5 separate regions of the Mus musculus genome follow, and regions 1, 2, 3 and 4 are each linked to region 5. A link is a contact called in public Micro-C and promoter capture Hi-C data. All regions are on one chromosome and are shown on one strand. The core of a region is the stretch at or near the end of the contact, and the rest is flanking DNA. Distances in the headings are between cores, read along the strand shown. Region 1 holds the start of Med12l (mediator complex subunit 12-like). Region 2 holds the start of Wwtr1 (WW domain containing transcription regulator 1). Region 3 overlaps Ankub1 (ankrin repeat and ubiquitin domain containing 1). Region 4 holds the start of Rnf13 (ring finger protein 13). Region 5 holds the start of Tsc22d2 (TSC22 domain family, member 2).

Evidence for each region. Promoter capture Hi-C pulls out the DNA fragments that hold promoters and counts their contacts. Hi-C and Micro-C count contacts between places; a contact is called where the count stands out from the background.
Region 1: a contact with region 5 is called in a Micro-C map of embryonic stem cells, with 8 times the contacts expected there. The contact joins the promoter of Med12l here to the promoter of Tsc22d2 in region 5. A contact is called at or near these places in 2 of 39 promoter capture datasets (the HPC-7 cell line and hippocampal neurons), 5 of 484 Hi-C or Micro-C datasets (cerebellum, embryonic stem cells and pre-megakaryocyte-erythroid progenitors) and 3 of 115 datasets of contacts at active chromatin or transcription factors (astrocytes and embryonic stem cells).
Region 2: a Micro-C map of embryonic stem cells shows a contact between it and region 5, with 4 times the contacts expected there. The contact joins the promoter of Wwtr1 here to the promoter of Tsc22d2 in region 5. A contact is called at or near these places in 1 of 39 promoter capture datasets (liver), 6 of 484 Hi-C or Micro-C datasets (embryonic stem cells, myocytes, nephron progenitors and 1 more) and 3 of 115 datasets of contacts at active chromatin or transcription factors (all in embryonic stem cells).
Region 3: a promoter capture Hi-C map of pre-B cells shows a contact between it and region 5, with 3 times the contacts expected there. The contact joins the enhancer-like site here to the promoter of Tsc22d2 in region 5. A contact is called at or near these places in 5 of 39 promoter capture datasets (the C10 cell line, the SN4741 cell line, embryonic stem cells and 2 more) and 11 of 115 datasets of contacts at active chromatin or transcription factors (the 230-238 cell line, astrocytes, bone marrow-derived macrophages and 7 more).
Region 4: a Micro-C map of embryonic stem cells shows a contact between it and region 5, with 6 times the contacts expected there. The contact joins the promoter of Rnf13 here to the promoter of Tsc22d2 in region 5. A contact is called at or near these places in 11 of 39 promoter capture datasets (the 3T3-L1 cell line, the C10 cell line, cranial neural crest and 6 more), 13 of 484 Hi-C or Micro-C datasets (CD4 T cells, CD8 T cells, the N1E-115 cell line and 8 more), 15 of 115 datasets of contacts at active chromatin or transcription factors (the 230-238 cell line, astrocytes, bone marrow-derived macrophages and 9 more) and 2 of 9 other capture datasets (adipose tissue and embryonic stem cells).

The regions. Positions count from the first base shown.
Region 1 is chr3:59,005,654-59,008,353 of GRCm38.p6, forward strand. Med12l (mediator complex subunit 12-like) reads left to right here and starts at 1,325. Exons shown (of 44, transcript NM_177855.3): 1 at 1,325-1,447. The coding sequence starts at 1,349.
Region 2 is chr3:57,574,433-57,577,132 of GRCm38.p6, forward strand. It overlaps Wwtr1 (WW domain containing transcription regulator 1), which reads right to left and starts at 1,444. Exons shown (of 7, transcript NM_133784.3): 1 at 1,169-1,444; 2 at 391-825. The coding sequence starts at 821.
Region 3 is chr3:57,672,428-57,675,127 of GRCm38.p6, forward strand. It overlaps Ankub1 (ankrin repeat and ubiquitin domain containing 1), which reads right to left. Exons shown (of 4, transcript NM_001033349.2): 3 at 357-573. Among named protein-coding and RNA genes, the nearest start is that of Ankub1, 19 kb to the right of the region's middle. Within about 2 kb of position 1,339, at least 52 of the 459 cell types and tissues checked have an H3K27ac peak or open chromatin away from gene starts, as enhancers often do. A contact at or near this core is called in the 230-238 cell line, bone marrow-derived macrophages, pre-B cells and 1 more, where this site is marked.
Region 4 is chr3:57,734,789-57,737,488 of GRCm38.p6, forward strand. Rnf13 (ring finger protein 13) reads left to right here and starts at 1,269. Exons shown (of 10, transcript NM_001113413.3): 1 at 1,269-1,412.
Region 5 is chr3:58,413,447-58,416,146 of GRCm38.p6, forward strand. Tsc22d2 (TSC22 domain family, member 2) reads left to right here and starts at 1,274. Exons shown (of 4, transcript NM_001081229.2): 1 at 1,274-2,700. The coding sequence starts at 2,243.

The DNA of each region.
Region 1 (2,700 bases), core at 75-2,574, 590 kb after region 5:
GGGTCCCTCCTGGGGCTGGTTCCATAGCCGGGTTAACCCTGCAGCCAGCTGGGGCGCAGGGCCCGTGGAATGCGCGCTCTGCGGCTGCGAAAACCCGGAGAGGCAGATGGGAGCGCTCGAGGCGCTCGCAGCCAACTCCTCCGCGGTCCGGCCGCCAAGCTGGGCATGCTCAGTGCGGCCGCCGCGCCGCCGTCCGCCAACTCGGGAGCTCGCGCTCCCGGGCCGTGGGGGCGAGAACGCTGGCGACAGCGAGCGACGCCCCCAGGCAGCCGCAAACTTCGCGGCGTCCGCAGTCTGGCGAGCCAGACACCTCGCAACGTCAAATCCAATTCCCCAACCCTAACGGAGCGATGGAGGCTGCGGCCGCCAGGGCGTCCCGGCTGCCCGCCCCTGCCTAGCCGCTAGCTAGGGACCAACAGGTAAACTGTTGGGGGTGGGGATCAGGGCGCGCGACGTCTAGGGGTGGCCCGGGGAGCCCAGTCGCCCGTGCTCCCGATGTGTCCGTCGGTGCTCGCGGCCACCTCTGCTCACCCCCTCCCCAGCCCCGGGAGGGCCAGCAAAGGGTTAAGTCGGCCCCGCGCCACAGCGAGCGCGGCCCCCTCCAGCCGCCGCGGCCGCTGCAGCCGGCAGCCAGCAAAGCGCCCCGGCGCCGCCGAGGGGACCCGCGCAGCTCGTGCACTGGCTGAACCCGGAGGCACCGGCCTCGCTCGGCGTCCGCATCCTCGCCTCTCGCGGCCTCTCTCCCTCCGCGTCCGCGGTTCCGTGCCCGGGCGGCGGGTCCTCCGAGTGCAAAGCTGCGAGCGCCGGGCATGGCGAGCCAGGAAGTGGGCGCGGGCCGCTGCGCAGCACCTCGCGTGCCCGAGGACGCCTAGCTCTCGGCGGGCACCGAGCCTCCCGCCTAGGCGCCAAGAAAAGTTTTTTCCCCCTTTATGCCCCTCCCCCACCCCAGCCTGGGCCCCTCTGGGTGGGTTTGGGTTCATTGGTGAAGAAAGTCACACGTTCCCATCATCTGCTCCTCCCCCTGGGGACCGAGTGGGGGTGGCGGGAGGCCGTGGCCGCGGCGGACCCTGGCCGACCTCCAGCCCGGGCGCCGCCGCCGCCGCCCGCGGAGCAGGCGTCCCGGGGCTCGGCGCAGCGGGGTGCCCACGAAGGCGGCCCCCCTGAGCGCGTCTGCGCGCGGGCAGCGGCCGTCTCCAACCTGCTTTTTCTCCTGCCTGCAGCGCCACGGCGAGCCAGAGTGGAGGGAAGAGGGAGTCTGTCTGCAAAGTGCTGCTCCCTGGTGCTCAGAGGCGGCTGCTCCAGCTCCAGCTCCAACTCTCATTCATTTCGCCGGTTAACATGAGAGATCATGGCCGCCTTCGGGCTTCTCAGCTATGAGCAGAGACCGCTGAAGCGCCCGCGGCTCGGGCCGCCCGACGTCTACCCGCAGGACCCTAAGCAGAAGGAGGTAAGGGCGCCGGCGGCCTCCGCGGTTGTGCGGCGCTCCGCAGCGCTGACCCGGGGCCAAGCTGGCCCGGCGGGCGTCCCCGGCGCTGCGGGGGAAGGGCTGGGGAGGGGATCGGAGGCGGGGCCCGGGTTAGGGTATCAGGGACCCTGAGCTACTGAGACCCGGAGCCTGCCAACCCCCGCGCTCCGCTGGGCGATCGCTCTGCGGGGGGCTGGGTCGCTTCCCGGTTGTCGGGCCTTGCACTGCGCCGCTGGGCGCTTTACCGCTTCTACCTCGCTAGCATCTTCTTGCTCGCTTTCCTCCGTTTTTGCTTGTTTTATTGTTTTTTACTCCGTCGCTTCGATAAATCCTCGTAAACTTTTTGACAAATGCTGGAATGCAGTACATCGGACACTGTGGTCTTGCGTTTTGCGCCAGCGGTATGGGTACGGATGGGGGAGGGACCCTTATCACATCCTCCACTTTGGAATGGAAGTCGTTTTTTAGCGAGGTGATCATATATTTGGCTCGGTGAATGTACCTCTGTATCTCTCGCCTTTAAAAAAAATTTAAGAAAACAATATTGAAGAGAAACACCGAATTTTGTTTCTAGAGAGACAAATTGGCTTTCCCGGAGGCTGTTTTGTATGTGTAAAAGCAGACAAGTTATCTTAGAAAGGAATAGCTTCCAGATTACTTATTTTCTTTGAATGAAATTAAATGGAGAAACCTTGGCTGTTGCACATACAGTAGCTTCAGTGGTTATTGTAAGCTATGTAGGTATGTGTCAGGAGTTAAAAAGTAATTATGTAACAACTCTCCAGCCATAATAATGATCGCCCTTGGCTATACAATTTGCCCAGAGACTTGCCTATCTTCTCTTTTTTGGTTCCCCTGCTCCCCAGCTGTCCTTTGAGACTTTGCCAGCTACAGCCCACCCATCTTCTCTTTTCTATAGTTAAGCATGAAACTGCCATGTATTCTAGTCTTCCCGTGAGCCTGGAAAGTCTATAAAAGTTTGCGTGTCCCCTGATTTCACAAGAGGACTTTGCAAGTCAGAGTTCTTTCAGGCTTCTATTTTGATAAATGTATCCGTCTCTTTAGTAGAGGCTCAGCCCAGACTGGCTAATAATGTGTCTGAGAAATCATCACGAGCAATTCCTTTTGGCCTTCTCCCATTGAGTTTGAGGGTCAGGGAAGTCGATTGAAGATGGCTGGGAAGTTTACAGGTGGGCAGCATGTGCTTATGCAGCTCCTAAGGTCTGGAAAGAAGA
Region 2 (2,700 bases), core at 194-2,693, 840 kb before region 5:
CACCTGGCTGTGAGCTAGCTAACTTAAGTGAAGGCGCTAAGGGCCTAAGACCCAGATTTAGGCCAAAGTCGCTCAAAATTCCTTTCCCCAAGTTTAAGTTTTCCAATGGCCTGGATCTCTTAGGGCTTAAGCAGTTTCCACTTCATGAAACGTTCTCTGTTCTAGTCAAGTACAACTCCCAGAGATTCATCCCCTACTTTTTTATCTTAGCAGATCTCTGAAGCACCTTGGAAGAGTCAGTCTCTCAGTCTCTCTCTGTCTCTCTCTCTCTGTCTCTGTCTCTCTTTCACACACACACACACACACACACACACACACACACACACGCCACGAACACACGAGCGTCCAGGGCATCACAACTTTGCCCCTCTTGACTGCCGGCAGACTTACTTAAGGAAGTATCTCTGGCCAGTGGCCGTGAAGGTCATCTCCCACCCGGGGGGCAACGGCAGCTCGTCGGTCACGTCATAGGACTGCTGGCGGAGATGTGCATGCTGCTGTGCAGGGCCTCCAGCGGCTCCCGCACCGGTGCCCAGCTGCAGGGATGCGGGCGACGAGTGCGAGCGGACGTGCTGCGCGCCGCCAGCTAGTCGAGGCCCCGGGTGGCCGCCTGATGAGTCTGTGCTGGATTGGCGCGAGTGCGAGCCGGAATCGGGCTCCTTAAAGAAGGACTCCGGGAGGATCTTTTTCCGCCATGAGCTGGGCTTGGGGTTCATGACAGAGTTGAAGAGGGCTTCGAGGTCGGTGTCCAGGTCCTGCGTGACGTGGATGACTTGCTGCCCTGGCGGCGGGAGCGGATGGGGCACCGAGGACGGATTCATCTTTCTACAAGAAAAAAGAAAGATCAGATCAGCCTTTTGGTGCAAGTCAGAGGAGGAGGGGGTAGTCCCGGGGAAGGACAGAGAGAACCTAGAGACAGTTAGGTATGGGTCCAGGGACCAGCCGGTGGGGGAGGGGGCGCCCCTGGCCTCCGAGATTATGCAACTTTCCCGCAACAGAGAAGCTCCCCTGAGCAGGCAGCCGCGGGAGGAAGGGGGGGGGGGGTGCCTGCACCAGACCCAGTCGCAGCTTCCCCTGCCCAATACCCCCACCGGCAACCCCAGGCGTCCCGACTGCGGTCGTCTAAGAGCCGGACGCCACAGAGGGTGCGGGGCGCGGCGGGAGCTACCTGGGGACTCGGGGAAGCCAAGCCTGGGCGCCTCCCGAACTGACGAGCTGGAACCCGGTCCCGGCTGGCAGATCCCGAGCGGATTCCCAGCAGCCGAAGGCTTATCCTCTTACATCCCCGGAACCGGCCTCGGGCGCTCCCACTGCGCGAGGAGGCGACAGAGAAGACGTAGACGAGCGCAGCCGCCGCGGCTCCCGGACTGTCCCATAAACAAAGTTTGAAGCAAACTCCCACCCTTAGGAAAGAGGCGGGCCGAAAGTGGAGCTGTTGAATTATGCATGACCTCCTGGCCGGAGCCAGCCTGCCCCACGCCCCTCCTCTTCCTCCTCCTCCCACCCTAGCCCGGCTGGCGGGGGTGGGCTGGGCACTTCGCAGCTCGGGAGAGACCGTGCCCCCGCCCCGCCGCGCCGCTCCGACCTCTCCCGCCGAGCGCCTATCTGCATTCCTTTGAGTTTACCACTGACTTGGGGCGGGATCAAAGAGAAAATGGTTCAAGCCTGTTAAATCAAGGGGTTATGGACAAAAACCAAATCGGAGAATAACGGAGGGCCCTCGGTTGAGGGTCCAAGGCCCAGAATGAGTCTGTCCTGAGCGCTTGCCCTCGTCTTAAGGGGAGCGCCCAGCACCCGGAATGTGGCACGGGGCGCGGATCTGCCAGAGGTCGGACCGGGGCGCACCCTGGCTCAGGGAGACACCCGCGAGGCCAGACTTTCCACGGAAGGCTGCTTAACGCTTGTGACCATATTTGGTCTGCTGGGGAGACAACTTGGCTGTTTGGCTTTCAGTTGTCTGCGAGACGGTTTCCCAAAAAGTGCCGCTGTTGCTGAAGATGCGGCTTCACCGAGGAGTCGATTGTAAACTACCAACTTTCAAGCCTTTCATCAATCCTTAGAAGGCCGAGACAAAGCTGCGTTCTAGAAGGCCAAGCAATTGCGCCCCCTTCCCTCCTCCCGCGGCGTTTGCGAGGGTAGTGGGAGGATTGGAATGTCCCTGGGTCGCTCTAGGGAGCCTGGAACTGGAATGGAACAGGGGCAGGTGGCTAGGATAGAGAGGGTGTGCCAGTGACCCGGAAAAAGCCACACAGCCTCCCACCCGACTGGACATGGGCCAGAGGTGGAGACCCCAGCCTTTGGAGAGAGGAGGTCTGGCCTGGTAAGACAGCTGCCGGGAAGAGGGAGGAGGCCTTGCCCTTCCCACTGCCAGCTGCTCAACTATTCCTTCTCTCCAAGAAAGGGTGGCTGCTTTTTAAGTTACATTCCAGAAAGCCCCTACCCGACCCACAGATTCTAATAGACAAGTTTATTAGATAGGTTAAATGAGGCAATACACGCAAAGCACTTTGCTTAGCCAAGGCTGCATGGAAGTTTGTCAGCAGAATTGTATCAAATGCAGGCACTGTGCCTCACCATATTAAAGAGAGACATAAAAGTCAAAATTAAATCCACAGTTGACAGTGCTACAGGAAAATGAAGACAACTGTGACCTAACAGCAAGGTGAAGGGACAAATGCAAGCCACTCCATCATTTTTACT
Region 3 (2,700 bases), core at 89-2,588, 740 kb before region 5:
GATGAAAAAGCAAAATATTGATAGTTGACACCCTCAGGGTGCCTCCTGAGGTTTCAATTTGCAACAGCTCCATTTGGTGTGATGTAATTTGTGATTTTAAATCTTGATACCAACCAGGGTTTCCTATAGGAAGAGACCAAGTGCTTAGGGGGCCAGGGAGAGTTATTACTGTACATCTTTTTATACTTCTGATCGTTAAGTCACATAATGTATTGGCTATTTTAGGGTAAATAAATAAGCCTAACAGTATGAATATAAAAACCAAGGTTTCCATTTCCTCTAGAAAAGCTGCAAAACCTGGCATAAAAGAGCCCTAGTCCTGGGTGGCAGCTGACATGAAATGTGGCAGGCATTACCGATATCAGTCTGGTAATCCTTGAGGGTGTTGCAGTCATACATCTCCAGTCCCGTTGGTGTCCGGAGACAGTAGACACTCACAGGGAAGCCGCATCTCAGAGTTACCAGCATTCTCAGGTCAGACACCTTTTTATCCAAGAGAGACATGTTCTCCATTATTGGCATCATCTCCTGGGTCACGGCATTGAACACATAGAGAGTGGGTTTGTCTTCCTTCTGCAGGAGAGAAAAGGGGACACTCACTGTCCGAGGGTTGTTAGGGATGCAGGACTCTGAGCATTTCTCCTTCCCAGGATGTGTGTGCAAAGTGGGGAAATATAAAGCCACTTTTCTTCTGTGGCTTGGTTTCACTCCCTGCCCTGAGGACATCACTTGGCCCCTGCTTTGAGCCAAGGGATGAAGACTCAGGGCTCTGGGGTTTATGCTACAGATCCAGATCTAGAAGTGGAGTGCGGCCAGCTTGTATCCTGTGCTCCCAGAGCAAACAGAACAGAGAGCACTTCTCCACTCTTCTGTGCTTAATGTGGAGAGACTGGGCTTTTCACCTTTGGCCAATTAAAAAAGTCCCTTTTCTGAGGTTCTGTCCGGAGGCTGGATCCAAGTGAGAACACAAGGAACAGTTTTCTTAACTGTGTCTGTTCTTCCTCATCTGCGTGGCCTGCTTCTTATCGAACACACTAGAGTTACTATTATTACTTACTAGTGATGTAACACAAAATACCAAATACAAATACTGTAAAACAGAAATACCTAATATAGATTTTTTTTTCAGTTTCATTATTCCTTTTATTTTAGAGTCCAAATAGGAAAGCAAGTAGAATTGAGACATCAGAAGTAAAAATGTTAAGTTGAGGGAATGTTAATCCTCTCAGCAATACTTGAACCAACCAAGCCCAAGGAGGGGGCGGGGAAATAGGAGTACCTTTCCAGCAGTCTGGAGAAGTGAAACTGGCTATACTTCCCCTTCAGTGGTGGCAGGACTGTTAACATTTGTCTTCAGCAGTCTTTCGGTGGCTGAGCACATGCAAGGGCATGGCACGGCCCCAGAATGTCTCCACCACAGAGGTTTTCGTAGAAGTGACTACCTGAGTTTCAAGTCCTTCATGCAATTTCAGCCAACCCAGCCACTTACCACACCTTGCCTGTAGTTATAGGACTTGAGAGGTTGGGAGGTAGAGGCAGTAGGATCAGGAGTTGAACACCAGCCTCATGTACATAGAAAGTTTTCTACATAACTGTCTCAAGAGACAAAAGCCAACCCAAAGCTAAATTCTTCTCGGGTTCTCCTGGAGCCTGTTCCTGCTTACAGTATGTTAACTCCATTCCTCTTCCCGGATACCACTGTCATAATATAACATACACATCTCAGAAATTCTTAGAGGAATGATGTTACTGATGAAATATGAGTTTCCAGTATTTTGATTGAGAGTGCATTTCATTGACTGAAACCAGTTGAACGGGTTCAGGGTTTCTTCTGTTACACATGAAGCCAGCCTGGCAAGCTGTGCCCAGTGGGCTAAGTGTTCTGAGCATAGGTTGTAATAATCTCAGTCTCACTCAGTAAGAACATTCATGCTTCCCTTGGCTCCCTCAGGTAAGTATCTGACAAATTTGTCCCAGAAATACTTATAGTCAGGCAGAAGTTATTATACAATGTAATTAAAAGACAGTGGAGAGGGGCTGTCTTTTAATGGTACAGTGTCTTAGAGCACTTGCTGCTTTTCCACAGGACCCAAGTTCAGTTCCCAGCACACATATCAACACATCAGGCAGCTCACAAATGCCTGTAAATCCACTTTGGTGCCTCTGATTTTTTTTTTCTAGTCTCTGTGGGCTCCACACATATGTTGGGTGGTGGTGGTGGTGGTGGTGTGTGCCTGGGTTACTTCCCACCTCAAATGGTTGATGTTCTTGAATGAATACACACACACACACACACAAACACACACACACACACACACACATACACACACACACTTCAGTGTTTATATTTTAATGTGCCTCAAGCAACACAATAGCTGAGCAACTTCCTAACCTCCATGCTGCTAGAATCTACTTCCTGCTGACAATTCCGAGTTGTTATTTACTAACTCCTACATTCCATCTTGGCTGCTCTTAACTCTGATTAGTCAACCCTCTGGGTCACATTTTCTGGGCCACTCTTCTTGCTTCTCTACTCCATGGCAGGCTCTATGAATGGACCCTGCATGGTGGCTCTCCTTCTTCTTCCTCCTGGGCCCAAGCCCCGGAAATCCTAAAATCCCACCTCTGTCTTTCCTCCCTAGCTCTTGGCTGCTGGCATCTTTATTTACTAATCAGGACCAGCTGGGAACAGGTTCCCAG
Region 4 (2,700 bases), core at 19-2,518, 680 kb before region 5:
TCAAAAGATATAGCACCTCTCTGTATAGTACTCTAGCCTTCATAACAATATTCCCAATCTCGACCTTCATGACTTTGTCAAAGCACAGTTATATAGTTGTGAATGTCTTCTTCCCAATACATGAAAAATACATTAACTATACAATTATGGGCTATGCAGCTGAAAATGTTTTTGATGGTCCTTATTATTCTAATCTGATTCTTTTTTGTTCCCTCCCTTTTCTGTAACCCAGAGTCTAGTGCTTGCTAGGCAAGTGCTCTGGGTGCTGACTGTGAACTCAATCTTCAATCCCTTACATTTGTTTTCTTAAATTGCTTGAGTGGTATTTAGAGTAGATTCTAGTTTAAAAGGCACAAGAAAAAAGAATAGGAAATCTTTCTATTCTTGTTCCCCACCTACTTAGGGCTCCTGAAGCAAACGAGGCTATAAACAACTTACATTCCTGTAATAACTCCCCCCACAACCAAAATCCAAACATGTTAATTAAATATTTGATGCCAGTATGGGCCTCAAAGATGCTTTATTAGGGCCAGTTCGATTAGGGCATGTCAGAATCTTTGCATCAAACCGCATTAAAAACAAAAGGCAGTAGTTTAGGAGCTGTTAATGTTGATGGCCCAATAGGTCATTTCAATCCAAGAACTCTGCTTTTTCAGACTAGGGGGTGAAAAAGTATGAGAACTCAAGGGATGAGATTTTCGTTCCTCAAAAGGTGACATGGTTTTTGAAAGGCTGTTTTGAGGACTGAATCGCGTGGTTGGACTTTGGCTAGTCAAGCAGTGAGCTGATCAGCCCGGCTCCCTGCCAGGCCTCGTGGTTCTTGCATAAACCTCGGGCGGTTAGTTCTAACCCGACCTGGATTCCAGCGCAAGGCGTCACCCGGAGTTCCCCGCCCTCATCGGCCCTCTCCCGGGAGGGTGCAAGACACTTCGCGGCTCTTCGGCCTCGGATCGCTGCGGGCCACTCAGACACACAGCCTTCGCTAGGGCCTCACTCTGCAAGCCAATCATCTGCGGATCAGGCTGGGGCAGTCCAGGGTGGCTTCTCCACCGCACCCAGGGCTTCCAAAAGCCGTCCCTCCCTCATCTTCCCCGTTCCTAATAGGGATGATGTATCACGCGGTTCAGAACGACACTCAAAAACTGGGCAATTCTCCCAACCCAGCAGAGGCAGGCTGCGCGACTCCGCGAGAGGGGCGGGGCCGTGACGGGCAACATCACAGCCCAATAATATTTCTTTACCTCCGAGTATGGGCCAATGAGGCATGGGAGGCGGGACTTCCGCTTGCCCGCTGTTGTGGTCCCTTCTCCGACTTGCTTGGGTAGGGGCTCAGTGCGGATACTCAGTCATGAAGTCCGGGTAGCGACTTCTCTTGGGTGGCCGTGAGCCTAGGTTCCGGGGGCGGACTTCAGGTAAGAACCAGCGTGGCTCCGCAGCGGTAGGCGGGGGTTGTCGGGCCTGGCCGGGAGAACACACCCACTCCGGCCTGGGTGCGGTAGCCCGAGGTGGGGACGGTCGGGCTCCTCTGCTACGTGCAGTGACAGCACAGGCCCGTGCGGGAGAGGAGTCCTTAGCATCCCATCCTGCGGGCTGGTAGATCTGAAGTTGTCGGGCTATGGATTTTGCTTCCCACGGCCCCTTCCAGAGGTCCCCGTGGCCTGGAAAGATACTTGGAAGACTTCTCTAGTCCAGGACTTGCCTCTTAAGTCCTCGGCGAAAATACTCTCGGGCTGTTTTGTCTTTAAAAAGAAGAAGAAGAAAATCTCATCGCTTGCTTCCTTCCTTTTCTCACCCACTCCCCTTTCCTTCCGTAAAAGCTCAGCTCACAGGCTTGGACGTGACCTTGCTAGGGCCACATACTGCCTTTTTTTTTTTTTTTCCTACCCAATGTTGGAAGTCCGAACTTTTTTGCAAGGACGCTTATTGAATTGATCTGCCCCTGAGAGGGAAACAACTTTGCTGCATGTTCTCTGCTTGCTTATGGTCAATTGCCCTATTTTCTTCTAATCTGGCAGTAGTTAATTTCCATAACTCCCATTTTAATCTTCAATTTCAGCACCGTGGGCAGCTGCTATAGGCTGATGTCTGCCCCAAACCTGCCTGGATTATACTGTTTTCTACCAGTGATGCAGCAGTTCCAGTGGAAACTGCGTTCCTTTCAGCAGTGCCCAGAAGACAGCTGCACTTTCTGATACAATACAGTAAAGTGGCCGTGCCTCCCAAGAGCCAGTAGAGACAGGCTATTTAAAGATTTAGGGAAGAACTTTTGAGAGTTTAATTGGCCACAGGGTCATTGTTTATTTATTTGAGACATGGTCCTTACATGTAGCCCAGTCTGATCTCAGACTTCCATTCTTTTGCCTCAGCTTACTCAGTACTGGAATTACTAGCCATCAAGCCTTGTTTAAAGACAGTTTTTAATGGGTCAAAAAGAATTCATTTCAGAGGACTGTGGTCTTTAAATAGGAGTTGAGTGTGGAGGGCCACAGGGATTCATTAATAGACTTTTTTCTTCTTTTTATAATCTATGGCCATAGAGTTAATTTCAGGTATAGTTTTTTTTTTGTTTTTGTTTTTGTTTTTATGCGGGTCAAGAGGAAGATATAAAGTGTAATATTGTAGAATCAGGCAAAAAGCAAAGCAAAGCAAAACAAAAAACTGTTTCCAAAGAGTTTCAAATTTGGGAATCAGACTAGACTT
Region 5 (2,700 bases), core at 24-2,523:
TCTATCTCCATACATTACAGCTAAATACCTAGAAAGTGTTGTGTAAATTTTAATTTTCAATCCGTTTTTGGATCAAAGAGTTCTTTAAAGATTAGAGAACTGAGTAAACTACTTTAAACGAGTCAGCCTGATATGATCTCTAAAAGCTGCAACAAATCTGACATCTTAATTTCCAGCAAAACTTCTCAGATTTTAGCTAACTTAGAGTTGTTTTCATGTGTCAAGAGTTCAAGAGTGGTCGGTGTTTAAAATAACATCCTCACTCTCCCAATGTGGAGACACTTGCCAGCACTTGGGAGGCAGAGGCAGGAAGCTCACTACAAGTTCAAGGCCACTTTGGTTTAAGTAAGTAGCCTGGGCTACAAGAGGTCTCATAACAACAAGACTCGATTTTGATTGGGAAGTAGCTACAAGATGGAAAAATTCAGTGGCACTTTCAGAGCTGCTGTCTGACTTAGTAGTGGAAGAAAAAGGTATTCTCTTACTGTGCATGATCCAAAGCAAACCAAAGAACAACATGGCTCTAACAGGAGCCTTAGAACAATCAAAAGAGCTACACTTATTTAACACTGTAGGCTTTTCAACGTTGGAACCTATAAGCAGATTTCATGTTCAACGTCTCGAAAGTTTAAATGAACTCTTCCAGCCTTGAACCACAACAAGTGAAAATTTGGAATATGTTATTAACTCCTAATCTTTTTCGAAACCGACTTTACTTTGGGCAAGTAACCATCCCTGTCGCCGCCGCTTTTTATAGACAGAATTTCTGTCTGAAAGATCATCTTTCTAACTCAGTCTGGCTTGATGTTCTGTGTTAGTCACCCTCGTTTCTCTTAAATCTCACTTCTCCCACTATCCTAGTTAACATATATTTTCAGGACTTTTAACCCGGTTCGCTTTCTCCAGCTATGCACCTCTTCGGCAGCTGGATCGCCCTACTTTTTTCCCCTATCGCCCAGGTTCCTCTAAGACTATGCTAAACATTAGACCGAGCACATGACCTCCAGTCATCCAGGATCGCCACACGCCGGCCCTAAACCATGCGATGCCCCAGGCTTACAAATTAAAACCGTCTTCTGGCTTTTCCTCTCCTAGTGAACCTGCAGTGTGGAAATTTAAATTTAAAAATTTTTTAAATAAAAGAACCCGCTCCCTTTTCTCTACCCCCTTGGCCCCGCCCACGAACCCCCCTCAAGCCTCCACGCGAAGCCGCAGGAAACCGGAGGGGGCGGGGCGGTGACGTCACGACGCCGGCGCGTCACGGAACGGCGGCGGCTGCGGCGCTGGCGGTGGCTGCGGCAGCGGCGGCATTTTAGTCTGCGGCGGCAGCGGCTGCGGGGCTGCTGCTCCTCCCAGCATCCCTGGCGCGGCCATTTCAGCCCCATCTTGGCCGAGTGGAGGGAGCTGCAGCCGCTGCTTCAGCAGTTTGAATTTCTGTTTTGTTTTGTTTTGTTTTTTCCCTCCGGAGTCTCCGAGCCGGCCGCGCCGCGGAGAAGCGGAAGGCGCCGCCACCGGTTCCCCTCACGCCGCCGAGCACCTCCGCTCGCTTGCCGTTCCTTCAGCCGCCGCCGCCGCCCCTCACGCGCCTCAGAGCCGCGAGGAGGCCGGGCCCGCCGCCGCCGCGGGTGGCTCCCTGAGGGAGGCCAGACTGCCGGCCTTCCCCGCCCCCGAGCGGGCTTCCGCCGCCACCGCCGGCATGGCCCCCGGACTGCGCTCGGGCTAGAGCCCGGGACGGAGGGCTGCCTCCCGCCGCGGACCTCCAGCCCCGTCCGTCAGGAAGCGCCGGTCCCGGCCTCGCCGCTCCGCCTTCTTCCTCCGCGTCGCCGCGCGGGAGCAGCCGCGGGACCCGGCCAGGAGAGCCCGAGCGGGGCAGAACCGCCCCTCACGCCGCCGCCGCCGCCTCCTGCGCCCTGCGCTCCACCCCCAGCCGGGCCTGCTGACCGCGCCGAGCGCCGGGCTGGACTGACCGCGGAGGCTGAGCTGTTGGAGCAGCCGGCCCGCCCCTGGACCACGCTCGGGCCGTCGCTGAGGAGTTGAATTGAGGCACCCCTGCCGCGGGAGGTGAGGAGGGAGGAGGAGGATGTCGCGCCGAGACGCCGGCGCCCAGAGCAGCCCGTGACTTGGCGGCGTGGGCCGTAGACCCAGGCGCGAACTCGGACTTTGTCTTTGGGGGCCCGTGCTCGGCCCTTCTCGGTTTCCGGTGGGGTCCCAGAGGAGCCTCTGCCCTCCAGCCTCTTCCACCATGTCCAAGATGCCGGCCAAGAAGAAGAGCTGCTTCCAGATCACCAGTGTCACCACGGCTCAGGTGGCCACCAGCATCACCGAGGACACCGAGAGCCTGGACGACCCGGACGAGTCGCGCACGGAGGACGTGTCCTCCGAGATCTTCGACGTTTCCCGGGCCACGGATTACGGCCCGGAGGAGGTGTGCGAGCGTAGCTCCTCGGAAGAGACGCTCAACAATGTCGGGGATGCGGAAACTCCCGGGACCGTGTCCCCGAACCTCATCCTGGATGGGCAGCTGGCAGCCGCTTCAGCTGCGCCCGCCAACGGAGGCGGCGGTGGCGTGTCGGCCCGGAGCGTGGCGGGGGCACTCGCCCAGACCCTGGCGGCGGCCGCCGCTTCGGTGTCCACTCCTGGGCCGAGTAGTGCAACTCCATCTCAGCCCCCTGCCACTTGTAGTTCGCGTTTCCGCGTGAT